3 separate regions of the Mus musculus genome follow, and regions 2 and 3 are each linked to region 1. The links are chromatin contacts, called in public promoter capture Hi-C maps. All regions are on one chromosome and are shown on one strand. The core of a region is the stretch at or near the end of the contact, and the rest is flanking DNA. Distances in the headings are between cores, read along the strand shown. Region 1 holds the start of Rbm14 (RNA binding motif protein 14). Region 2 holds the start of Pola2 (polymerase (DNA directed), alpha 2). Region 3 holds the start of Kmt5b (lysine methyltransferase 5B).

What was found. Promoter capture Hi-C pulls out the DNA fragments that hold promoters and counts their contacts.
Region 2: a promoter capture Hi-C map of liver shows a contact between it and region 1, with 2.8 times the contacts expected there.
Region 3: a contact with region 1 is called in a promoter capture Hi-C map of pre-B cells, with 2.1 times the contacts expected there. A contact is called at or near these places in 1 of 39 promoter capture datasets (pre-B cells) and 1 of 484 Hi-C or Micro-C datasets (myocytes).

Annotation. Positions count from the first base shown.
Region 1 is chr19:4,809,163-4,813,823 of GRCm38.p6, forward strand. It overlaps Rbm14 (RNA binding motif protein 14), which reads right to left and starts at 2,472. Exons shown (of 3, transcript NM_019869.3): 1 at 2,010-2,472. The coding sequence starts at 2,346. It overlaps Gm21992 (predicted gene 21992), which reads right to left and starts at 2,437. Exons shown (of 3, transcript NR_157185.1): 1 at 2,010-2,437.
Region 2 is chr19:5,961,793-5,966,453 of GRCm38.p6, forward strand. It overlaps Pola2 (polymerase (DNA directed), alpha 2), which reads right to left and starts at 2,414. Exons shown (of 18, transcript NM_008893.3): 1 at 2,034-2,414. The coding sequence starts at 2,112.
Region 3 is chr19:3,765,587-3,770,247 of GRCm38.p6, forward strand. It overlaps Kmt5b (lysine methyltransferase 5B), which reads left to right and starts at 2,303. Exons shown (of 11, transcript NM_001379678.1): 1 at 2,303-2,754.

The DNA of each region.
Region 1 (4,661 bases), core at 1,222-3,721:
TCAAGCCCTGGAAGCCTCAGCCCCTCCCACGAGGAGCAAGCTACTGATAGCATCAGAGCTGCTCTTCTACTCCACCTCCATCCTGAAAGCCTGTCACCCCAACTGAGGTACCGGCATCAGTAGAAGTACGTTCAAATCTCACCAAATCTCTTACAGCAAAGGATAGAGTCTGTGTCATATCAGCCTAGAGTGTAGTTCTGCTATAAATATGTTTTCAAAAGGAAAGAAATGCACAAACCTTCTCTCACAGAGAATCTAGTTCTACATCCCAACCACCACAGTCACTGACTGCCAGTCCCAAACAAATTCAAGCAAATTTCTGGCCTACCATCAGAGAAAAAGCTTATTGAACCATACAAATTCCAAAGGAGTCTGTCCCCCTCAGGTACTGAATTCTACTCCCACTCTACCATCCAGACTACCTAAGAACTACAAAAAAAAAACTAGATAGGTCAATTGAGACTCTCATAAAAACTCATACATCCCATGCATTTGCTGACCAAGTACCCAAACTGAGACCTTTCCCACTCGTTTACACTAAACAGAAGCAAAAACCCATAAATCACACAGCCTGCTTAAAGTTTGCAGTAAAGTCAGATTCCAGATATAACCTGAATTGAAGGAAACAGAATGCAGTATTAGACAGAACAAACATTTCGTTCCTATAAATGCACATCCTATGACCCTTCACCCCCCTCTTTGAAAAGACAAGGAATGGCCCAAAGTTGTGACTTTCCAGAACAGCAAATGAACCCTTGATGAGAATGAGCAAGCACCTATACCCACATGTAGTTCCTGTCCTCAAAATTCCTTACAAGGCACAAGCAGATATGAATCCAACAACAGCACAACTAGGGAATAAACAAGGCCTCACTCCCAGGGTGCACTGTTGAAAATGACAGGGCAAAGTTAACTCTCATCAGTGAAACCCACATCGGTCTGGGTGTCTCATAAAATCTTGCCAACATAAAAAAAGCAGGTATTTGAAAGATAAAGAGATAAAACCCCAACATATGAAAATCAACAGGGTCTGAAAAAGACATTTCCTCAAAGGAAATAGCAAACTAGCAAGCTGTCCTAAGAATTATTCAAGCAATAAAAAGTACTAACTAAATAAATGGTGTTAAAACCAAGTTTAATAGAAATCTCACACGCCCCTCTCAACACCCCCCCCCCCCCCAGCCAGAGTATTCCCCTTTGCAATCTCACCAAGCTAATAAACATCTGTGCCCGGAGGCACCAGCTTAGCAAGTAAAAGGCTAACGAGGGAGAGGCTTAATAGCCCCCTTTCACATGCAAAAATAACGCAGAAAACCGGGGCTTCCACTTGTTAAGTTGTAAAACCCAACACAAAGTGGAGGGTGGAGGAAAAGAATTAAAAAGCACAAAACCGCCAAGGCTAACCCATCGAATACTGAAAGGTCAAAGGGGTTCCGAAAAGGCCCCTCCCATGCCCACAAGCAGATTCATTCCAGACAATACTAAAAAAGCCCGAACCCGAGAAACCAAGGGCCCGCTACCTTCCGGGAAGCATCGGGAAGGAACGCCAGAGCGGCCTTGGGGCTTCAACCCAACCTTTTCCCTTTTCCCTCGATCTGACCAAATTCTGGAGAGGAAGTGGGGAAGTGGCGAACTCTTTTCACCGCTCCATAATCCGGTTGGTGCCCTTCCCTTTCCATTTCATTTTGGTGCCAGGCTCATGCAACCAGGAAAAGGCGCCTCCTCCCAACCCCGCACACTCGCAAATCTCTGGCGCGTCCCCAGCCCCGAGGCTTCGGCTTGCAGTGGCCACTGCACCCGCCCGGAACCGACTCCTCCCACTTGATGAATGTTGCTGGGACCGCAGGGGAGAAGGGTGGCTCTACCCAACTCGCCCCCAGCACCTTAGGCCCCGCTCCTGCACACTTCCCCATCATTCCCAACCCTGAGGACCAACCCCAGAGTGAGGGGCGTGGCTAAGAGGCAGAGAGCACCGCGCGTGTCCCCTCCCGAGCGCGCTCCCGCGTTACCTTTTACCACGTCACACTCGATGACGCGTCCACGGCGCTCGAAGAGGCTGCGCAATTCCTGACTTGTACATGCAGCCGATACATTGCCCACGAAAATCTTCCAAGTGTTCAGGGGCCTCGGGCGCGACATCTCCACCACGAGCGCGCGACCTGGACGCAGCTCGTGGCCATGCAGGGCCTCGATGGCGCGCACCGCGCCAGCGTTCTCGCGCATGTGCACGAAGGCAAACTGTTTCATGACGGCGCAGCTCATGACCGTGCCATAGGGCGCGAAGAGAGCTGCCAACTCCTCCGGTGTCGTATCCGCCCCATCGACATTGCCCACAAAAATCTTCATTTTGCCGCCGCAACCGCCTTCTCGGAGAGACAGGACCTCTCCTACAGCGACAGGCAAAACGTCCGAACGACCCGCAGTCCTCCACAGGAATGGCTGGCGACCGAGAACCCCGCCGCGCAGGCGCTCTAACCTAACCAATTGGAGGCGGCATCGCGCGCGGATAGCAGCCAATCAAACAGGTTGAGAGCAGATGTCCTTTGACGCAGCCAATCCCAGAGGGCCTGGAGCCCCTTGTTAACGGAGGGGGTGGAAAAAGCATAGAGGCGCGCGACCAACCGCCACCTTCGGGGGGAGGGGAAAGGAGGGCTGGGGACGGGGAAGCGCGCTCCGGCCGAGTCCGCAGAGGCCTAGTCAGAAGAGCTACCTCCGGCCAGGGTGTGGCGTCCCGGCGGGGCCCCAAGGAAAACTTTGTTCTTTAGGGAAGTCCGGGCTCCTCCGTTTGAGCTGCCGCAGCCAAACCCTGGGTGTTGTGATGGCAGCCTCAGCGTCTGCGGTAAGGCCGCGCCCGGAGGAGAAACCAGGACAAACCCCTTTTAGTCTGGGATTGGCCCCCGACACTATATGCTTGGAGTAGGAAGGGACTGTAACTCTTTCTTTGCAAGCACATTACTTGGGGTTGCTTGAGCTCTGGAGGATTTTGCAGACAGTGAATATTGAGCGTCTGTCTGTCTCAACCTGATGGAATTTCGAGAATTACGATGATGACCATTTATTGTATGCATGAAGTTTATCACAGTATTATGTTCCATAAAGTAGAAGATCAGTAATCCTGAGGAAGCCAAAAGTTGGATCTTAAAAATATATGAGGAGGGGGCCAGGAGTGGTGGGCACCCTTTTAATCCCAGCAACCAGGAAGCAAAATCGAAAGAAATTTGTTCGAGGCCAGCCTGGTCTACATAGTGAGATCCAGGATAGGCAAGGATATAGAGAGACCCTGTCTTTAAAAAAACAGCAAAAACTTAGAGGGGCTGCTCACTGGTAAGAGAGCTTGCTGCTTTTCCAGAAAACTTGAGTTCGATTCCCAGCACCAACATGAGGGCTTACAAACCAGCTAATTCCAGTTCCAAGAGAACTGGCCATTGCACATCTGTGGTACGCAGAGAAACAAGCAAAACACCCACACACATAAAATAACGTTAAATTTAAAAAAGGCTGGAGAGATGGCTCAGTGGTTAAGAGCACCGACTGCTCTTCCAAAGGTCCTGAGTTCAAATCCCAGCAACCACATGGTGGCTCACAACCATCCATAGTAAGATCTGTCGCCCTCTTCTGGTGCATCTGAAGACAGCTACAGTATACTTAGATATAATAATAAATAAATCTTTTAAAAAAATTTAAGCCATCCCTGTAATCCCAGCACTTGGGAGGCAGAGGCAGGCAGATTTCTGAGTTCGAGGCCAGCCTGGTCTACAGAGTGAGTTCCAGGACTGCACAGAGAAACCCTGTCTCAAAAACAAACAAACAAAACTAAAAAAATTTCAAAAGAACAGAACAAAGCAGCCCACTGCTGTACTCACAGCTTTAAGGGTCAGAAGTTGAAAGTCATCCCAAATTGCCTGGGATATGTGAGACCCTATGTCAAATAAACAAATAACCTTGGGGAGAGGTCTCTTGAGTCTTGGCGGCTTTCTTTTAATGTTTTGTGTGTATGAATGTTTGCCTGTATGTATTCATATACCACGTGCATGCAGTGCCTGCGGAAGCCAGAAGAGGGCGTCAGATCCTGATGTTAGTGAGCTGTCATATGGATGCTGCTGGGAGCTGTTTCTGTTCTTTTTTTTTTTTTTTTTTTTCCTTCGAGACAGGGTTTCTCTGTGTAGCCCAGGCTGTCCTGGAGCTCACTTTGTAGGCCAGGCTGGCCTCAAACTCAGAAATCTGCCTGCCTCTGCTTCCCGAGTGCCCACCACGCCCGGCTGCTCCTGTACTCTTAACTGCTAAGCCATCTCTCTATCCCTTTGTGGGTTTCTTGTTCATGTGAGCTCCCCTTTCCTTCAAGAAAAGCACTTTATAATTAGGAGGAAACAGCTCCACAGCAAAGATGAATATATAACATAAAATGAATCATTTTAACCATGTCCAAGTGCACAGTCTGTGCTATCAAGTACATTTACATTGTACAAACCCCAGCACCATCCATCTCCAGGATAGTTTACCTTCCTCAGCTGAAATGCTGTGCCTATTAACAGTAATCCCCATCACCATCACCCTCTCTCTCCAGTCCCTTGAAACCAACATTTGACTTTCTCTCCATAAATTTGAGTATTTGGGGTACTTCACAGAAGTATATTATACAAATATTTGTCTTCAAGCTTCAC
Region 2 (4,661 bases), core at 1,164-3,663, 1.2 Mb after region 1:
GGAAGATGAAAAGGACTGATCGTCAAAGGCTGAGAACTGGTGATGAGCAAACCCAAGGAGAGCCAGGCGTGGTGGCAGCGAATCCACAGCAAGAATGTGCTCCTGACGGTACACAAGCCGCAGTCACTGTGGCTCCAGAGGCTCGGACTCTTCTGGCTTTTGAGGGCTCTGCCTGCGTGTGGTGCACTTGCATATCCCAGACCAACACTCATCCACATAAGCAAACCTATTTTTTTAAAGATTTATTTATTTATTTTATGTATATGAGTACTCTGTAGCTGTACAGATGGTTGTGAGCCTACATGTGGTTGTTGGGAATTGAATTTAGGACCTTTGCTTGCTCCGGTCGGCTCTGCTCGCTCAGGCCCAAAGATTTATTTATTATTATACATAAGTACACTGTTGCTGTCTTCAGACGCACCAGAAGAGGGCGTCAGATCTCATTACAGGTGGTTGTGAGCCACCATGTGGTTTCTGGGATTTGAACTCAGGACCTTCGGAAGAGCAGTCAGTGCTCTTACCCACTGAACCATCTCTCTAGCCCCAAGTAAACCTATTTTTAAAAGAATAGATTTTAACAAAGAGAAGACAGTGAACAGCGGCAAATGCTGCTGATAATTCAAATAAGGACAAATTTAGCCCTGCCTTTGGCAAGACAAAGGTCATCAGTCCCCCATAACAGCAGGTTCCTATGACCGGGAGGACAAAAGCCACAGAAAGGGAAACTTAAGGTATCCAGTATGGACAACCCTTCTGGAGAGGCCTGTTGTAATCAGGAAGGGGAGAACTCAGGAGTGGGGTCAACAAAGCACTTTAGGCAAAAGACACACCCCTCCCAGTTGGTGACACCTGCTTTCAGGTGCAATCTGAGACCTCATCTCAACAGAAACAACAACAACAACAACAAAGAAAAGCAGAAAACACACCTGTTAGCTTTATAGGGACAATTTTTTTTTCTAGTAACACCTAAACTTGATTTTATATGCATGAGTATTTAGCTTGCATTGAAGTGTACAACATGCATGCAGTGCCTGAGGTGGCCAGAAAGGGGCACAGGATCCTCTGGAATGGGAGTTGCAGATCCCTTGGGTGCAGGGAAGTGAATGTCGGTCCTCTGGAAGAGCAGTCAGTGCCCTTAACCACACAGCCATCTCTCCAGCCCCAGGGCACAGAATCTTCAAAAGATTTCAAGTTCTTTTAAAAAAATGTATATATTATTACTTTATGTGCATTAATGTTCTGCCTGCATGTATGTCTGTGTGAAGGTGTCAGATATTGGAGTTATAGCAAGCAAAGCAGACAGGATGGCACTAATTCAGCTCTTAGCCTTGAATTCTCTATGATCCTCCAGGCCTCAGCCTCCCACGTGCTGGGGTAACAGGCAAGCCCACTTATACTACGGTTTTATTTCCTACAGTAAGAATTTCAAGGGGTACACACACTGCTATTCTGACACTGATGCACACATCTTCCAGGAGAGATGTGTGATTTAAATCTTTACCACTGGTCTCTGTGGAGCAATAGGATGAGGCACTGTACTCCAGAGCAAAAGTCAGGGGTCGGCACACAATCAGGCAACTAAGTCTCCTTGCCCATGTCCCTCCATCTATAAAGAGAGGGAGCCAATAAGCACCTTGAAGTTTCTTCCAAAGCTAAAATAAAGGACTAGGATCCACCTAGAGGAATTCCTATTTGCACAGATCACTAAAAACTCTGATGAGCAGGGCATGGTGGTGTACATCGTTAACCCCAGCACTCGGGAAGCAGAGGCAGGCGATCTCCGTGAGTTCAAGGCCAGCACAGTAATCTACATAATGAGTTCTGGGGTTACCCAGAAAGACTCTGTCTTTAAAAACCAAACAAACAAAAAAACCTCTAATGAGAAAAGTCATTGAGCAAGAGATGACTAGGTATGAGATGCAAACGGTTCCAATGTCTCCTATTGGTAATGTCACCTGTTGTTTAGTCGGGACCCAATAGGTACCACACAAGCATATAGAACTTGGAAGCGATCCTCTCGGTTCGGGACTCACGTTTCTCCAACAGGGAGTCCTCGTAGTCCAGGCCGAAGATCTGTAGTTCCTCCGCCAGCTGCTGGGTGGACACGGCCATGGTGACCCGGGAGTGGCCGGGCGCCTGCCGCCGGGCCCCGACCTCAGCTCTACCCTGCAGACGCTTATCCTTTCGCTTTACCGGAAGGTGACAGGGACGTGTCACGAGACCACCTGGCCTAAGCCCTCAAACGACCCCAGCCACCAGGTCACAGAGAAATACTTCAAAAGCCCTCGAGAGGTCTCGATCCAGAGAGAAAACTTGCTTCCGAGGACTACACCTTAGCTTCTCCGTGAGGAGCACAGCACAGGAAAAACCCGCCAAACGCTTTGCCTAGCGCGCGCTTGCGCGAGGTTCTGCTCGGGCCCCGCCCTCCCCGCGCACGCGCCGGTCCTCCCACTGCAGCTGCGCAGAACGCGCCTCTGCGCGTCACTCCGCGCGGAAATTGAGAATCGAGACCCCGTACTGTGGCTGTTTCAGGAGTCGCCTGTTCTGCTAAGCTCTGCGATGCTTGTTTGTCCCTTTTTTTTTACCCTTGGCCAGGAGGCGCTGTTTGTCTGTATCTTGCAGTGACTGACACGTGTGTCCAGCACGGCCCTGGAAGGGCACGTTAGCTCCTTCCTCCCCCACCTCAGCATCTCCATCCTGCTCTGCCTTGGTTCGTCCTGATCTAACGCTTTCGTAGGGAATGTGGTTATTATAGCTGTTATGATTGTCAGTCACGGGGATAGCGGGAGGGCAGGTCACTGAAGGGGGAGTGGTTAGAGAGTAAAACAAGGAGTGCATTCTCTTCTTGATGTATTTACCAAATTTTCGAACCAAAATCTCCATTGATTTGGCTTAGGTCAATTGATCTGTGACACCCTAAGAATGGAATGGAAGACTGGCAGAGCCTTTAAGAAAAAACGGTTTGAAGCTAGGCCTGGTAGCACACACCTGTAATCTCAGCACTTGGAGGCTGAGGCAGGTCTCTGCAAGTTCCAGCCAAGGCTATACAGAGAGACCCTAACAAGCAAGCAAGAAACACCAAACAGGACTGCAGAGATGGTTTAGCAGTTACGCTTACTGATCTCACAAAGGACTTGGGTTTGGTTCCAGCACTAGTGTGGTGGCTCACAGCTGCCTCTAACTCCAGTTTCAGGGGACCTGAGACCTCCTGACCTCCACAGGCTCCTACAATCACATGGTGCACATACATACACTCAGGTACTCACAAACACCCATTTAAAACCATGCCGCTAGCCCCAGCACTAAGGAAGCAGAAGCAGGAAGATTACTGAGTTTAAGGCCAGCCTGGTCTACAGAATGGCACCCAGAACAGCAGGGCCACACTGAGAAACCCTGTCTCAAAACAAAAACAAAGTGTGTCTGTGTGTTTAAAGGCTGATTGAACTTCAACTTTCTCAGTGAACATCGTGGCTCAAAGCTTCAATCTCAATATTTGGGAGGCTGAGGTGAGATATTAACACGAGACTGCAGCCGACTAGGCCCACATTTTAAGTCTGTCCAACAGAAAAACAAAACAAAACAAAACTTTACTGGGTTTTCACACTAGTAGCAGGAAGCACTGGGCTGGGCTGCAGGAATTTAGCCACCAGGTGGCAGCAAGGTCACACAACACTACGATTTAGTCCCTCAGTGCTGCCACACATCATTAACATCTGAGGCTTATGGCCTTTCTGATAAAGAGAGGTAAGATTTAAATACAGCCTCACAAACCTTGAACCAATTATCACCCATTTCTAGAGATTAGGGGTGTAGCACACCTGGCAGAGTGCTTGCCTGGCGTATCTAAACCTTGGGTGTGACCCTCAGAATCTGATGGCCATTGGCACATTTGTAATCCCAGTACTTGGGAATGAAGGACCAGAAGTTACCCTTAGCTACATCAGAAGTTCAAGGCCAGCCTGCTACAGGAGACCCTGCCTCAAATGAATGCATAAATAAAGCAAAGCCATCTTTCTTTCTTTCTTTCTTTCTTTCTTTCTTTCTTTCTTTCTAGATTTCTTTATTATTATGTCTAAGTGCACTGTAGCTTTCTTCAGACACCCAGAAAATGCTGTCAGATCTCATTACAAGATGGTTGTGAGCCACCATGTGGTTGCTGGGATTTGAACTCTGGACCTTTGGAAGAATAGTCAGTGCTCTTAACCACTGAGCCACCTCTCCAGCCCCCAAAGTAATCTTTTGACTATTTTATTATTTTGTGCGTATGAATGTTTTGACTTCAGGTATGTCTGATGCTGAGGAGGCCAGAAGAGGGCATCAGATTTCCTGGAACTGGACTTAGAGATTAAATTGTTAGCCACCATGTGGGTTCTAGAAATTGAACCCAGATCCTTTGCAAAAGCAGTAAGTCTCTTAAATGTCAAACATCTCTGTAGCCCCCGCCCCAAAGTATTGTTGTTGCTGAGATTAAAGTTGAGCAACACCACACACATCCCATCCAGCCAAAGTAGTCTTTCTCTCTTTCTTTCTTTTTTCTTCTTTTGGTTTTTTTCAAGACAGGGTTTCTCTGTGTAGCTCTGGCTGTCCTGGAACTCACTCTGTAGACCAGGCTGGTTTCAAACTCAGAAATCCACCTGCCTCTGGCTCCCAAGAGCTGGAAT
Region 3 (4,661 bases), core at 1,053-3,552, 1.0 Mb before region 1:
AAGCTCTGTGGCTGGTTCTCCTGCCATAGGGCACCCAGAGGCTTCACATTGTAAATGCCGAGCCTCCTGTCATGTGGGGACCCAGCAGGTGCCTGGCCTTCTATTTCCTGATCCCTACTCTGGGCCAGCTGGCAGGAGAATCCTCTAGCTGGCCTCCCACTATAGGAAAGTCTAATTTCCAGTTTCCCCCAGGAGGGCAACTCCCAGCTGTGGCAAGAGCCAACTCAGCCATGACCTCCGTAGATCAAGCCCTATAAAAGCCCCAAGCTTTCAGCATGGCTCAACAAAGGTCCTGAGCCCAGCCCAGTTTCATCAATCATGGTCTACCTAGGTCTCAGAGCTGCCGCTAGAAGAGCAGCAGTTGTTGAGGGATTGGAAGGACAGCACTGGACAGGCTGAAAGGCTGTGCTATGCTCACTTGGGTTCTTCTATGGCAGGCTAGAATCCCAGTCCATTTCCTTGGAAGGGAATGCCTACACTTGGCCTGGCATTCAGCAGGGAATAAATGGAAGCACTTAAGAGCTATACAGAGCTGGGAGCTTGGGTGAGCCTGAAGGGTCATGTGCTGTTGTTTTGAGGTGGAAGACAGGAGAATTTGGGGCCCAGGGTTGCTGAAGTTTGGGTGGACTTGGAACCTGAGCATTCTACCTCTGAAAGTCAGTCTAGGACCATTGGTGCCCACTGGAGGGACACCATCTGGTGTCCCGTGTATGTTCAGCTCTTTGGCATTTGGTATCAAACGTGGCAGAAGCAACTTTAGTGTCTCTGGCACATATTTGGAGCCAAGTCCTATAGAAGTCTTGTGGGGTAGCGGTATTAAGAAACTAGAAAAACACAACAAAACTAAGATCAAAGGAATTGTTAGCTGTGTCTACAAAAAGGGAATACAGCAGGATAGATCCGATGCAACAGGTGACTGGAAAGGGCAGGAAGTCGACCTGAAGTGTCAAGCCCTGTATCTCCTGTGACTGGTCTCCTATGCCCACTGCCCACTCCCAAGATGGTCTGTAGACTGAGGATACAGGTCACACAGCTGAGGTCAGCACAGGAATTCTGGTTTTGAAGAAATATACCTTCCCAGCTATGTGTCCTTAGCAGGTTTCTGTGCCTCTGTTTCCCATCTATGGAAGGGGATAACAAGCGTCGTCAAGTACTCAAGATCAAAGAGGCAAGGGCAATGGGAGCTAAGTTGGTATTTGCTTGACTCTGCTGAGCCATCCTCTAGAAAATGCCTACTATGCTAAGGTATGTGAGTGTTCAGTGTGGTAGTGGTGTTTGCAGGGAACCGAGGCAGGCTGGGGCCCTCCTGCAATGGCCTCAGCTGTTCTCCCTGTCTCATGTGTCGCTGGAGTTGCATTCTTTCTTTCCATTGCCTGGACATTTTCGTACCTTTCCATAACACCCTCCACCTCACTCAGGTGTTTGCTTCAATACGTGACAACCTCAAACACCTCCTTCAGGTCCCAACCACCTGCTTCACTTTAAAGCCTGCGTTTTTCATAGAATAGTGTATAAGAGGCTCTGGCTCCAGCCCTGAGTAGTTGAAAAGTCACCCAACTAGTCCATGCCTCAATTTCCCTGTGTGTAAACTGGAACCCACAATACTCTCGACCTCTGGGGATTACCCTGAGGGACAAATAAAGGGACACACCAGATCGTTGGGAACGACGTCTGGTTAGGGACAAGGATGTGACCCTCGTTATTGTTGTGAGGCACCCCTTATCCAACTGCAAGATCCAAGGGGTGGGGCTTCACCATACCCCAGGCGTGGGTGCAAGCCACTCCGGATCTTCCGCCCCAAGCTCCCGGAGGACCAAACCGCCTTTCTTGCGCCGGTTGAGCCCGAAGAGGGCGAGGAGTGGCTGCGTCGTGGAAAGGTTGTCACTCAGTAGGTGCTCAAGGAGCGGCCGGTGTCAGCACGGGGGACCCAAAGCACGCTCCCTCCCCGCCTCCCGCGTGGTACCGTTCAGGTGGCCCACATGGTCTTGAAGGGTGTTTCTGCTTCCAACGACACCCATCCCCACAACAAAGAAACTCGCCATTCCCGGCCGCCTCCCCTCAGTGCACCCCGGAGGCACAGCGGGCCCGGAGCGCCGTGCGCCTCGCAGTTGCCCCCTGAAATCGCAGCTCGGGAGCTGTCCCTGGTAGGTGCAGGTGCGCACGAGACGGGGGCGGGGGCCAACCCCGCGGGGCAGCAAGCGGCCGGGGTACTAGGTGGCGCCCACCGGGCGCGCGGCGACGCCGCCTCCACCGAGATTTAAAGGGCAGCCGGGCGGAGGGATCTTCGAACGACTCTCGCTGCGATCCCTCCGCCTCGAGGCTCAGCGACGGCAACGACGTGGTTTCTTTGGTGGTGGTGGTGGGGGGGATTTACTCTTGTGCCTCCGCTGTCGGGTGCCGCGGCAGGGAACTTCATTCTCTCTGGTGTCTCTCAGCCTCTTCCCGCAGAATTCCGTCGAAGCCATCGCGGCCACTAGCGCGGAGCAAAGGTGCGCGCACGCTCGGTGTCGGCGTGGTGTCCCTCCGCCGTCAGTCGTGGACTCCTTTTCGTGTCCTTCCACCGAGCCCGGGCGGTGTCCGGGTGGCTCACCGGGGGCGGCGACGCGTCTGCGGCGCGGCAGCGAGGCTCGGGGGCTATGAGGTGAGGACGCCCGGGGACCGGAGGCGGCACCCGGCGCTGCGCGAGAACGCAGGACGCGAAGCCCCGAAGTCGGCGGATGCCTCTCAGATCCCGCGACTGCGCGCGAGGTGGAGGTGAGGCCCGAGGACTGTGAGGCGGGGGTGGCCCGGCGCTGCGAGCCAGGGCTCGGGGACAGGGGCTTGGCGCGGGCCGCGGTGGTGGCCGTGGCGGCAGGGTTGGGGGGGCCCCTCGGCGGACGCGGACTCCTTTATTTCCCCCCCCCTTCCGTCAGCGGAGGCAGCGGGCGGTGCTACGTCCGTGCCGCCATATTGGATTTTACTCTCCAATTTTTTTTTCTGAGGAAATATTTTTTGGTGATTAATTTTTCTGGAGGGACCAAAAAGTGTAGCCGGGCGCTTCGGGAGCTCGGTGGCGGAGCTCTTGGACGGGCCCGGTGCTGGAAGACCGGCAGTGCTGGCGGTGAGCCGCGGAGGACGTACGTGCGTGCGTGCGTGCGTGCAGGAACCGGGCCGCGGGGCGGGGCTGCGGGGCCGGGGCGGCCGGGCGAGCGAGCACGGCCTGCAGTGTTGGCGGCGGCCGGAAGGGAGCGGTAGCGGTCGGCGAGGGCCGGGTCGCGGCCGCACGAGGGGAGCTGCTCGGCCGCTCGGGATTGGGGGACTGTGTTTTTCCTCTTCTCCAATGGGCGGCCGGCAAGCGTCTCGCCCAATCTGCTCGCGCCGGCTCGCCGAACTTTCGGTTGTTTTTGTTTTGGCCCGAGCCTCGTTTCCTGTTGCTCCAGGCTCAGACTGTCGCGCGCGGGGGTGGGGTGGGGGTGGGGGGCAGTCGCTCGGGCCCCACGCAGTGGCACTGGCGTCACTCGATCTGTCATCCGCTCGTTCAGCCAGAGTGCAAGAAGGAGAGGAGGAGACGTGAAGTTCATCTTGAACTTTCTGATGGCGCTCACTCTGAGACAGTCCTCTCAGAGGAGCAGACAAGATGGATTGCCTGACTTGATTTGTTTGTTTGTTTTTTAAACCTGCTTTCTAGACTTAAAACTGTCTGACACAGGCCTGAGGGGTTGGGAGGCTGCCGAGTGGATGGATTCCTTAGAGGAACTCGCTTCTCCTTGTAACTGTTCCCCGTTCTTATTTATTTATTTATTTATTTTGACAGAAACGCCAGCCAGTTTGGGTAATTAGTAGACAAAACATAAGCCCTTTCAGAGGCGATGAAGAAGTTATTGTTTTTCTTTTTGCCTGAAATGATCACAGACAACTTTTTTTAAAGATTTATTTATTTCTTATATGTAAGTACACTGTAGCAGCCTTCAGACACTCCAGAAGAGGGAGTCAGATCTCTATTCTGATGGTTTTGAGCCACCATGTGGTTGCTGGGATTTGAACTCCAGACCTTTGGAAGAGCAGTTGGGTGCTCTTACCCACTGAGCCATCTCACCAGCCCCCACAGACGACTTTTGAGTGAAGTCCATGCCTTAAGAGTGAATTGCCAAAGACACACGTTTGCAATGTAGACGTGGGTTTGACCAAGTCCCTCACTAAGAGCCCCTATGGTCCAGGGTTAAAGTGTGCAAATAAATGTCTAGGTGTCATACATGGGCAAACAGTAGACTCTGAGTCTATAGCCTCTCGACATCGGACACTGTACTCCCTCTTCCAAGCTCACTTATGCTAGTTGCCATACCTGGTGCCTTTTGGCCATCCGGTCTCTGGCTTTCTCCTGTCCCAGCATACATCCATCCTTAGAAAAGCCGCAAGAGAGTATAGCCTGCTGCTGGCATAGGCTTATGAAGAAGCATCCTGGTTGGCCTGCACAGAAGCCAGGATTCCTCTGTTCCCTGAAAGTCTTTGCATGCTTGGTGAGATTGGCTTTGCCATTGCACGTACGTTGGTTTTCTTGTGAGCCTGTTGAATCATAGTTGAATCATAGATTTAGCTGGTCTACCTCGGCACAGGTGCTCAGTAGTCACAGCATGAAAGAGATAATTTGTTAATTTCTATGTCAAGCCTCTTTGAGGCTTTTC